Regions from separate parts of the Sus scrofa genome. Here region 2 is linked to region 1. Evidence: chromatin contacts called from public Hi-C data. All regions are on one chromosome and are shown on one strand. Each heading gives the region's core, a stretch centred on a gene start, on an enhancer-like site or on the middle of the called end of the contact. The rest is flanking DNA. Distances are from core to core; before and after follow the strand shown.

What was found. Hi-C and Micro-C count contacts between places; a contact is called where the count stands out from the background.
Region 2: a contact with region 1 is called in a Hi-C map of liver, with 20 times the contacts expected there. The contact joins two enhancer-like sites. A contact is called at or near these places in 1 of 5 promoter capture datasets (liver), 6 of 47 Hi-C or Micro-C datasets (embryonic fibroblasts, epiblast stem cells, liver and 1 more) and 1 of 2 datasets of contacts at active chromatin or transcription factors (skeletal muscle).

The regions. Positions count from the first base shown.
Region 1 is chr14:49,712,927-49,719,032 of Sscrofa11.1, forward strand. The region is part of intron 29 of CABIN1 (calcineurin-binding protein cabin-1); the gene reads right to left. Among named protein-coding and RNA genes, the nearest start is that of SUSD2, 32 kb to the left of the region's middle. Within about 2 kb of position 3,160, at least 9 of the 83 cell types and tissues checked have an H3K27ac peak or open chromatin away from gene starts, as enhancers often do. A contact at or near this core is called in liver, where this site is marked.
Region 2 is chr14:49,748,640-49,754,745 of Sscrofa11.1, forward strand. CABIN1 (calcineurin-binding protein cabin-1) reads right to left here. Exons shown (of 37, transcript XM_013983138.2): 18 at 5,807-5,963; 19 at 4,109-4,224; 20 at 1,110-1,271; 21 at 354-560; 22 at 97-242. Among named protein-coding and RNA genes, the nearest start is that of CABIN1, 36 kb to the right of the region's middle. Within about 2 kb of position 3,657, at least 5 of the 83 cell types and tissues checked have an H3K27ac peak or open chromatin away from gene starts, as enhancers often do. A contact at or near this core is called in liver, where this site is marked.

The sequences.
Region 1 (6,106 bases), core at 1,910-4,409:
GGTGTCAACCGCCCGCCATACACGTGTTATGGGGACCAGAATGAGTAAATGGGGCTAGTCCTGCCACTGCTGCCCCCCAGGCCAAGCCAGACTAGGCACAGCTGCTCTGGTATCGTGAGCGAGGGTGTAGCCTGTCACTGTCCTCTGCCTCTGGAGCCCCTGTGGGGTGGGCCTGGGGGATCCACCATAGAGGGATGGCCCAACCCAGCAGACAGTATAGTCTCAGCCTCCAGTAGGTGCTGATCAGTACTATGGTCAGCTACTGATCCGGACGCCCAGCAGCCTGGCATTTAGCCTGCCTTCCAGGGCAAGGCTAAGTGCCCGAACCCCAGCCCGCTCCACCCATTCACCTCACCCAGTCACAGCCAGCCCCAGTGTGGAGCCAGCGCTGGCTTTCTGCCCATCCTTCCTCACATGCTAGCCACCACCCACGGCTTCAGCACTAGACAGCGCAAGGTTCACATCCCTCCTCCAGCACAGATGGTTGTGGGACCTCGGCCAAGGTGCCTTACTCCCTGGCGCCTCCATGACACAAGACTGATAATCCAGCCTTGTGGGTTGGCCTGTGGACCCTGGACCTTGCTGCAAATGCAGCTGGCCCAGGGCTGGGCATGCAGCAGGTTTAACACTGAGACATGTGCCTTGAGGTATGGGCAGAGGGACAAGCCATGGTGGAACATGACCTGGTCATAGCAGGGCCTAAATGGAGGGACGGTGACGTGGGTGAGACCAACTTCTGAAAAGCTGTGGGTCTGTTGCCAAGGGGGCACTTCCCATCTTGACAGCTGGGCAGAGCAGGCAGGCGGGCTCTGCGCCGGAGGAGCTGTAATGGGGCTGGAACACCCCTTGTGGGTGCCCTGGGGCTCAATTACCACTGGTCGGCTGCACGGATCTGCTGCTGCCAGGGGGGTGCGTGTAATTAACTAGGTAGAGACCAACACCTCTTCCCTAGGTTGTGCCAACAAAGGCTCTGAAACTGGGGCTGACATCTGGGGGTGACACCAGTGACATAGCTTGAGGAGTGGGTGAGTAGGGGTGAGGCAGGGGGCTGCATGAACTAGCAGGGTGTCAGGAGAAAGGCTGGGTAGGCCCTGCAGCAGGAGGCTGCTGTTTGGGGCACAGACCCCAGGCCTGGCCAGGGCGAGCTCTGCCCTGCATGGGGCTGCTGTCCTCTAGCTGGTCCTGCTCCAGGGATTCCCTCAAGGACGGGGGGGCCTCATGTGTACCAGGCACTATGTGGGGTGCACTGGGGCAAGGGCAATGCTGTTTCAGATGAGGCCCTACCTTGGGTGGCCAGGTGCACTGGGCTTTTGAGGCTGTGCCCTGACCAGCACCCCCAGCCTTCACCTGGCCCACTGGCTCTCTCCCCAGGGAGGGAGGCTAGGCAAGGCCTTAGGGTGGGCTGGGCCTGAGTTCAGAGGTCCCTGGCCTGCTAGGTGGGCTCACTGCCCCCACCCCTCCATGTCACCAACATTTGCAAGCAGGTGGAGGTGGGGGACTCCACGTGTCACACAGCCAACTGGGAGGGCTTTGGATAAGAGGGGGGGCCTGGTTCTCACCCAGATGTCTGCTCTGGCCTCAGGCTGACCAACCAGGGGGCCTTCCTCCCAAATTAGGGCCTCATGAGCACTGGGGCTCCAGGGCAAGAACATTTAACAAGACAAGTCCTGATGACCATAATAACTCCCATCAGTATCAGCAACAGGAAGTGAGGACAAACAACCATGTTGGGGGCATGGGGAGCCTGTAGGTGCCCAAGCCGGGGAAAGGCACTGGCCCCGGGCATGAGAAGGAGCTCAAGTATCCCTGGTCACCCCCACAGATGGGGCAAAATCAGTCACCTTTTGTCTGAGTGCCTGAGGAGCAGAGCTGTGGCTGGCTAGAGGGTGCCTGGCCTGGCAGAACGCCAAGCTGAGTGGGAATGCTGGGCACCTGTCCAGAACCCCCAGCACAGGCAAGGATGCAGACCCGGGAAGGCACACTCATGTGAAGCAGTGGAGCACTGAAGCCCGTACCCCACCAGGGACAGCCAGACAGTGGGGTACTCTGCAGCAGTGACCAAGAAGGCACAAGCACTGCCTGTGCCATGGGTGCCAACGGCTGAGCCAGGCCACGCAGAGGTGCCCAGGTGGTAGGTGGAGACAACGGCCACATCTCAGGCTGTCCCACTTGAGCCAGGGCAGGACCTGGAGCCCCACCTACAGCCACACCCCTTCTGGTACCTGCACTGCCCTTGGAAAGCACCAGCAGATCCACAGATAAGCCCTGCAGCCCAATTTCCCAAGCTCAGGGCGAGCTGTGAGATGGGCCAAGAGTGAGCCAAGTGTGTGCCCAGGGCTCCTGTCCACCTGCACGACTACCTGCCAATGGGTTTAGTGGCTGGAAGCCAAGCCCACCAGGGTCCAGAGTCTGTGCTTTTCTCAGTGACCCAGGGCTACCGCCAGCCGCAAGCTGCTTGCCTGAGCTGCAGGCAGACCCCCACATAGGGTGGGGGGCCCAGGCAGGGCAGCCCGGAGGGAGCAGAACAGCATCTCCCTTCCATTCCCTCAAACCCTGGCCACAGCTGCTGCCACCCACACAGCCAGGGAGAAGTGGGAACAGGGCTGGCCAGGCACCCGCTCCCTGTGCTTCTTTCATGGTGGCTGGAAACTGGGTTGAAACAAGAAAAAAACCCTGCCTGCTAAAATCAGCAAACATTTTGGGGAAGGAGGGAGAGCCATCTCTAGCTTGGTTACTATGGGAACATTTCCGAATCTGCTACAAGGAGGATGGAAGTTCGCCCTGGACAGAGCAGCCCAGCTCCAGCCTCCACGGGCCCACCACCTGAAAGTGCATACCACACATGAGTCCAGCACCCACCTACAGCGAGAGCCGTGCCTCCAGCCCACAGGACTCCTCGTGGGTCCCAGCCTCTCCTTTTGCCCCACAGCACCCTACAGGGGCCCACACAAGGGGACCAGCATTTAGGGCTCTCCCACAAGCCTACAAGTGTCCTTCTGGGCCTTCACTGTGCATTCCTGGCCTCCTCTGCAATGGACAGCCCCTCTCAGCAGTGCCCTCAGGCTCAGGCCCTAGCCTGGCTTCCCTGCCTCCCCCCAGGCCTCTGTGTCCTCCCTGCCCCACGCCACCCCCAGTTCACCTGAGAAGGTCACATGCCACATGCCTTCTGCTTGCCCCTCCCCAGGGCCCAGGCCAGAATGAGCCAGGGCAGGGAAGGCCACAGGACCTTGACCGGAAATGTCCAACCACGCCAGCTCTGATCTGCAAAGACCAGGTCAGCAGGGAGAGGCCTGGGGTGATGTGCCTTCAGGTGGGCCTAAGACCTACCCCAGACACGAGCCCTGGACACAAGCCCTGCCCAGGATCTAGCCTGTTCCCCACACGGCATATGAAAAGGTGGTGGAAGCTTTTGCCTCAGTCAAGCTGTGCGACGGCTGGGCTGGAGACACGCCAGGTACATTCCTCTCCCTCAGACGCTCCTCCAGCCACATGGCTGGGCTGCTATGTGCCGCGTCTCTGCCACAGGGCCCAGGCCACCTGCCCCCCAATTCCTTACACACACCCAGCCCTTTGCTGGCCCCTCATGTTCCCCACCAAGGCCCAGCTGGTGCTGCTCTCAGGATATTCCAGCCCCACACTCTCTCCTGCCTGCTCCCTGGCTGAGCAGCACCCACCTTCAGCAGGAGCCCTGCCTCCAGCCCACAGGACTCCTCGTGGGTCCCAGCCTCTCCCTTTGCCCCACAGCACCCTACAGGGGCCCATACGGGGGGACCAGCTTTTAGGGCTCTCCCACAAGCCTACAAGTGTCCTTCAGCAGGGCCCACAGCAGCCAGCACTGGCCAGGCCAGGGGCACACACCTGGAGCCAGCTCCAGGGAGATGATACACAGACATGCAGTGAGCACCTCCTTGGGACACAAAGAGGATGTGGCCCTGGCACAGATGAGCGGGGGTGACCACCCACCAGAGGATCCCAGGCCCGGGCAGACTGCCCCTCTCCTAGGGAAGGTCTCCAAGGCTTAGTGCCTGCCTGTGAGAAAACAGAAGTTACCCAAAAGCCCTCTCCCTGTACAAACACACGCACACACGCGCGCACACACACACACATACACACACACACACACACACACACACACACACACAATGTGCGTGAGAGAAGCTGCATAACAAACTTATATGATTTTGTACACATGCCCCTGAAAAAAGAGCAGCAAGCCGTTCACAGAGGTGCTCGAAGAAGGGCAGGGTGCCTGGAGGTGGGACCAGGGGTGTGGGCTCCACTGCGTGTGTCTGACAACATGGCCTTAGGTGGCTCACAGTTTTCAAAAACTAGCACTAAAAAGTAACAGGTAGGTCTCCTAGCCCAAGCCCTGAGGCAATGGGGGCTTCAAAGACAGCAGGTCAGAGTGCCGAAGGCCCTTCATCAGCCTCCCTTCACATCCTCCCAAGGGTCAGCCCCCGCCCAGGTCGAAGCAGTAACCCCCAGTGCACACTGGAAGGGAGACGGGCAGCCCGCTCATCCCGAGCCACAGCACAGTTGCCGACAAGGTCCCACCAGCAGTCAGCCCAGGGCCGCCCTAAACACTCCTCTGTAAACGTGGCAGGGAAGTTTACAGAGGACAAATGCATGCTGAGCGCATGCAGGGCCAGCACTTTCCAGTATGCTGGCTGCGAGGCATGGCTGGGAGCCAGCCCGAGGGTCCACCTGTAGCAGCCGCAAGGAAAGAGTGTGTGGATCGGCAAGGGCCATCTGCCACCAGCCAGTGGGGAGCCTGCCCCTGGGTACCACATGAAGGGGGTGCAAGCATCTGTCTGCCCTCTGCCCAGAGGTTCACCTTTCACTGGGAAGCACAGAGGAACAAAGGCTGACCCAGAAGAGGCAGGACCACCCAAAACGTCCCGTTCAGCCTGGGGTTCCCCGGTTCCTACAGGGCTTCTAGCTGTGGGGGCAGCATTACCCAGATGATGGCCTGTGTCCCCCTTGCAGGCACAGCCTGACTGCCCTTCTGGGGGGATTCACTTTCTGGAAGGCTCTGGAAACCACAGGAGGAGCTATGGAGAGTGAGCCCAGCGGGGAAAGGGCTCATAGCACCTGGCCGCCCTTCTGATGTGCTGGGGACAGGCGTCTGAAGGGCTGGCCTCCAAAACTTCGTTGTTGGGAAAACAGGTGTCTCACCCACAGGAGAAAGTCAGATTGGGCCAAAGCACCCCCACTGAGGGGGCAGGGAGAGAGGGAGTCTCTTCCTGAGCCCCAGGTCAGAGGGGGGCACTCTCATTACCTAACTGGCTGCTCCTCTGGCAAGTGATGGGAGCCCAAGGAAAGGAGACTAGCAGGAGAGTGGGGAGACTAAGCCACAAGCCCGGCTCAGAAGAAAAGTTTGCACAACATCAGAGAAGGCCCCTTTCACTAATATATCAAGAGTTCTTACAGATTAATTTTAAAAAGAGCCAATAATCCAACAGGAAAATGAACAAGAGTAGAAACTGCATAGAAAAAAATTAAAGCTGCTCACCCGTTATCACATTCCATCCCATTCATGCTGAACAGAACACGAGTGTTTATGACCCACTGAAGAGAATGTATGGGTCAGTTCATTAACAGAGAAAGTCCCTGAGTTCAGAGTTGAGGTGGGGCTCGACCTTGTGGGGTATGGCCTCAAACTTCAAGGCACAGCAAACACTTCTGCCTCTCAGAGTTTATCCTAGAAGTGGTCTCCCACACACGTGCAGAGATGTGTGCACGGGCGCTGCCTACAACAACTAAACGCCCATTAACAGGGGTGGCAGGTAAACTAGAGGACAGACATATGACTGGGGTTTTTTTTTTGGCTGTGCCTGCAATCGAGCCTGTGCCATAGCAGTAACCTGAGTCACAGCAGTGACAATGCTGGGTCCTTAACCTGCTGAGCCACCAGGGAACTCCAAGGGACAACCACATGCTGGCAGTACAGGGCAGCTAATTAAAATAATACCAAGTTCTAAAACACCCTCCAAAACACACTCTTAAGTGAAAAAGAAGCCAGGAGCGGATACCTCTGGAAGGACACAACTGGATAAGGGAGAGTGGCTGTGGCCTGGGCTATCCTGGGTGGGAAGGGGCTTCTCTT
Region 2 (6,106 bases), core at 2,407-4,906, 36 kb after region 1:
ATCTCTCAGGGCCCTGCTAACCCGCCCTCGCCTTCTCCCCTGTCTCCTCGCTGTGGGCAACAAACCTCAAACTGGCCCCATGAGAAGCCTGCTGACCTGTTGGGGCAGATGCAGATGTCGTGCATGTAAAACTTGATGGCCTTGGACTGCTCCTTGTTTTTGAAGTGGTAATCAGCCAGGAGGTAGTAGAGCTCGTTCACCACGGGAGGGGAGGGGTCAGCCCCTTCTGGGAGGCAGGGCACCTGGCAGGTGAGAGGGCAGGATGAGGGAGGTGGGGCCAGGACCCTTCACTGCCCAGTGCCCTGATGTCTGGTGCAGAGCAGAGAGGGGACGCGGCCTGCACAGGATCCCACCTCAGCAGAGGTGCCTTCAATGTAGGCGGAGACCTTGTCCAGGCTCAGGGCCGGCCGCTCAGTTCGGGGCACGATGGTGGCAATTCTCTTTAGGAGATTGGCTAGGTCGGCTGACACAGTGCTGGTCTTGTAGCTGTCGAACTCAGGGAGGGTCTTGGGCTTAAAGTACTCAAACATGAAGAGGGCATCCTCCCATATCAGGTCCACCTTGACACAAGACAGAGGCAGGTCACAGTGTGGCCAGGTGAGGCACACAGGAAGAGCCATTCCAAGAAACACACGCATTCAGTGTAGATGAAACCACATCCACTATGGAGCCTGAAGTGACTCCCACATACATAAGAGCCTACTCACCAACGGCGGTCCCCAAACCCTACTGTACAAGCTGGCACAGGCCTGGTCTCCTCAGGACAAGCGTGGGGGCAGAGAGTGAGTTCAGGGGGCCAAGCCAGAGAGCTGGTCCCACGGCGAGTGAGGCAGGGGCAGGCCACTGATGCCTCCACACCTCAGCGCCTGATCAGTCACCTGGTTGCCAAATACTGACTGAGCGCTTGCTCTGGGCAAGGGTTGAGCTGCATGTTGTGTGGGGTCATGGTGGGGACTCTGTGCAGTGACTAAACTGGAGGAAGAATATACTGAAAAGTGCCAGGCTGCGTTTTTAAATTTTCAGTCAATGTTCATGAAAACTAGTGTTTGCAAGGAGAGCCCCTCCTCCAGGCAGTGCAGTCCACCTGGGAGGCACAGGCCCCGCCTCACCTGCTGGGCCGAGTGCTCCTCCAGGTACCTGGCCTTGCTCTTCTTGCTGGGATAGCTGTACAGGCAGTAGAAGCACTGCTCCAAGGCCGTCTCCAGCTCCTCCTTGTAGGGGTGAGTGTCTTCAGAGGGGGACGCAGCAAGCTCCTTCTGGAGGACGCGCACCTAGGGCAGTGGCAGGAAGAGGTGCCTGGGAGTGGGCTGTAGCCCCTCCACCCCGGAGGGTCTGAACCCCAGTCAGTCTCCAGCAGTTTCTGCTACACGTGCTTACTTAGCCATTCATCTGGCCCCAAATACCCACTGAGCACCTTCTTCCACAGGCAGAGTGAGACACCTGTCTGCCCTTGGGAAGTTCATATTCCAAAGGTGAGGTGTGAACTGAATACGAGCCCATCAGACTTTCACAGACACACATCAGTGAGGACCACAGAGGTGATGACACCTGGGAGTCAGATGCCACAAGTACTGACACACCCAACTATTAGCAAACACACACCTTTTCAAGCATCCATGTATGTTTACCACAACTAGATAAAAAGCAAGTCTCAACAAATAACAAAGACCAGGTATAATATAGACCACATCCTCTGAATATAATCCAATACAGTTAGAAATCAATTACTTAGAGTAAATGATATCAAAACTTGTGGCATGTAGCTAAAAATGTACTTGGGATAAACTTACAATCTTCCAAACAGGTATTAGAAGAGTGATCACTAAACAAAGCATTCATTTTAGTAAGTTAGAAAAAACACAAAGCACATCCAAAGCAAGTAAAAAATACTAAAGTGGCAATTAAAGAACTACAAAGCAAAGAAAAAAAAAAAGGATCCATAAACCAATAGCTAGTATCTGGGGAAAATCTAATTCCGATAAACTTCATGAAAGACTGGTTTTCCAAAAAAAGGGAAAAGAAGCACAAATAAATGATTTTAGCAATGAAAAAGTAGGCATAACTACAAGTACTATGGAGACTTAAAGTCATAAGCAAACACCATGAACGATTTTATGCTTACGTGGATATTATTCCAAACATGTAACTGACTTTAGAAGAAAAAATCTAAACAAACCTATCATCACTAAATAAACAAAGTCAACAGTATAAACTTTCCTGAGGGTGGGGGCAGAGGGGTGGTGGTGGCAAAAGTGCTCTCTAGACCGGGGGTGCGGGGACAGGGGCAAAAGCTCCCAGGCAAACCCTGCATTGCCTCTTTCTGCACAGCCTGGCAGCTAAGAATGGCATTTACACTTTTATTTATTTTTATTTTGTATTTATTTATTTAGGTTTTTTTGGCCTTTTTGTCTTTTTCAGGGCCGCACCTGCGGCATATGGAGGTTCCCAGGCTAGGGGTCCAATCCAATCTGAGCTGTGGCTTTCACCCTATGCCAGAGCTCCTGCATTTTCCCTTCACCTACTGTCTATGGCTGCTCTGGGGCTACAAAGGGCATGCCAAGTAATTTCAACAGAGATCTATAGCCTAAAAGGCTAAAAAACTATCTGTCCCTTTCCAGAAAAGGTTTTGTTGACCTGTGGCCAACAGCATAAGACAAGGGAAAAAAAAGAACTATAAGGACTGAAGTGGGGGGAATAGCTATTTATGGATGATATGACTGTCTACCCAGGAAATTCAAGAAGTCTATAACCCACTAGAATTAATAAAAGCAATAAGCAAAGGAGCCATGCTTAAGAGAAATTTCACAGTCCATCACAAAAGGGACAGACTAAGAAAACCTGGGAGCAGGCCATATAGTCATGGCCCCTGCCACCTGCCCTCTACTCTTAACCACGCCCCCCCCAGTCCACACATGCTGCAGGGCCCCAGGCAGCATGGGGAGGTGGGGCAGGCACAGCCTCCTGCATACTCACTGGCAGGGCAGGGGCGGCAGATCCCAGGGCAGCCGGGCAGACAGTACATACCCCGCCTGGCACAGCTCTGCCCTCGGAGCTCACAAGGTGGGGCAGACACTCTGGCATCCACAGCTGGGGCTGGAGCCCCTGGACACTAGCCAGCTCCAGGGCCCTGAGCTGGAAGGGTCCCTTGGCAAGGCTCCACGTCCTCAGCACCAGAGCTTTGCAAACTGTGAAGTCCTACATGCACATGAGCTCTACACAGTCGCAGCCTCGGTTACTCCTTCTACCCACATATATTAAGCACCTACTGTGTGCTAGGGCCCTGGATGCAGCAGTGAACAAAACTAACAAAATTCCTAACTGCATGGAAGGTGCATCTCAACAGAGAAGAGACAAACAATAAATAAAATGGCATGCTAGAAGGTGACAGGTGGCGAGAGCCATGGGGGAGCAGAGGGCACAGAGGAGACAGAAAGACCCTGGAGGGAGGCTGCAGCCCAGGGAGTGTGCCGAGGAGAGGTTGGCAACTTTTGCTTAAAGAGTAGACAGCAAATATTTTGGTAGCTGGGGCTTCCCAGGCTGCCACAGAGCTGTATAAGCAGCCACGGGTGATCTGCAGGTGGTGGGTGTAGCTCAGTTCCACCACGTCTATTAATGGGCATGACAAGCTGGGCTGGGTGACACTCCGGGCTCTGACACCTGTCTGTGTGCCACCTGGCTTCCCACTCAACAGTGAGGCAGGGGACAAGGATCACCGCCTTGTCCTCAGCGAGCTTGGTCAATCTCAGCTGGCAAGTGAGAGGAGGCCTGGTCGTGCTCCCTAGCATTTACTGACTGGACAAACACACTGGCTACTGACTGAGCAGTAGCTGGAACGACCAGTGCTGCCAGGCAAACAGGACCCAGCAGAAGGCAGTGGTGAATGCAGTGATCACTCCTAGAATTACTGCTAGGGTAACCCAGTCAGCCCCCATGCCTGACATGTAACAGACTCAGTAAAGACCAGAGGATCCACATCCACCCACAGCTCAAGGTCCCCAGAGCTCCCAGCCTCGGGTCACAGGGAAACCAAGCTCGGACGTCTGGCAACTCTGAGCGGTCACAAACATGCAGCAGCAAGGGACGGGCAGGCAAGTCCCGCAGCACTTACATAGAATCGCAGCAGAGCCCCATCAGAGTTGCAGCACCAGGATCTCCGGCCCAGATATTCATGGGCTGTGTTGAGCAGCATGAGGGAGGAGGGGAGCATGGGTGGCTCAGCCATCACTGGGAAGACACCAGACGGACAGACAGGGTGAGCGTGGGAGTGGCAAGGCTCAGCCCCTCCACTGTTTGCTGTGGCACAGGTTCCCTGGCCTGGGAACTTCTGAATGCCATGGGCGTGGCCAAAAAAAAAAAAAAAAAAAAAAAGCAGAGTATTTCTTACCAGCTCCACAGAGACTGCAGAACAAAGTGGACAGAGGCTTACAAAAGGGTGTGACAGCCTTTCTGGTCTGGCTCCTTCCCAAGTCCAACACACACAGCCCACTCTGCTGGGTCCCTGCCCAGCTGTGCCCTTTGCCCAGCTCCATCAGGCCTCAGCTGGATGTCCCCCTCTCCCCAGGCCACTCATGCAGGGCACTGTTGGAGTTTTGGTGGTCCCATCTGTCTCCCCCATTGTGAATCCGTCAGAGCCAGGGGTTCTTATTCATGGGAAGTGACCAGTTGACAAACACCCAGGGAGGAAAGGAAAGGACTTCAGGCGAGAGAGCGAGTGGCAGAAAGGAACCAGCTGGTGGGCTCCATGGTCGCTGAACATAGTGGACCTTCTTTGCTGTCCACTTTGCTGAATTGCCAAATTACTGAGGAAAACCCCAATAAATTCAAGCTTAAGCTAGTTGAATAAGTACATAAATACATGTATTATAATCACAGCTATATAAAAGTACAGATATACTAACCAAGTCCAGACAGAAAGCGCAAGAAAACCAAGGGGAAAAATCCATTTGGTAGAATTATAGACACTCTTTACTTAAACGCCATTTAGCATTGTTTTCATGTAATTTCTTTCACTAACTACATTTTCTATCACTGCCCTGACACAGCTTGAGTGCCGTCTCCACAAAGGGTCCTGGCTGGCCACTGGCCCCTTCAGGCCTTCCACACGGCACTTGGCACCACCGAGCTGGCATCAACTTGCCACGACAGTGATGGCTTTACTGCTCCATTCTGCCCTCCAACAGCCCTGAGATGGGGCCTCTGTCACCAGTGTGGACCTGGGGAACAGGCGCTGGTATGGAAGGACTGGACCAAGGTCACACAGCTAAGAAGGGGAACCTCGGAGTTCCCATCGTGGCTCAGTGGTTGATGAATCCGACTAGGAACCATAGGGTTGCGGGTTCAATCCCTGACCTTGCTCAGTGGGTTAAGGATCTGGCGTTGCCGTGAGCTGTGGTGTAGGTTGCAGACGAGGCTCAGATCCCGAGTTGCTGTGGCTCTGGTGTAGGCCAGCGGCTACAGCTCCGATTTGACCCTTAGCCTGGGAACCTCCATATGCCATGGGAGCAGCCCAAGAAATGGCAAAAAGACCAAAAAAAAAAAGGGGGCGGGGGGGACCTGGGCTTGCTGGCTCCAGGAAGGAGCTGGCTGGCACTTCTCATGGGCACCCGCCACCTGTGCCAGACATGAAACACTTCACACCATGACCCCACCCCCACCGCATGATGGGCTCCCTGAGGAGCCTCTGCCTCTGTCCGATTGCCCAGAAACCCTGCTGCCCAAGCCCAAGCCTGCTGGTGGCTCCTGGACAGGGCTGCAACTCTGCAGATACCTGGGCCAAGGGCCTCCCCTACTGGACCATGGTCCACACCTTCATCCACTGGGTTCTGGAGCTGCTGCTGGTGGCACAGGGAGTGGAAGGTGTCCTCCTCCTGCCGAATAATCCGGTGTAGGATGATCCAGGGCAGCACTGAGGATACATGGGGTTCCTTGGGCTCCTCCTGCACGGCCATGCTGCAGTCTATGACCTGGGGGGACGAGAAGTCACACAGGGCCAGCTCTCCGCCGGGACGCAGCCTCAGGGCCAAGTGGGCTGGGTGCAAGGGGGCACACTGCCTGCCCATCCCCACCACTTTGATGAGTTACACCAACACAGCAGCATCCCTATATG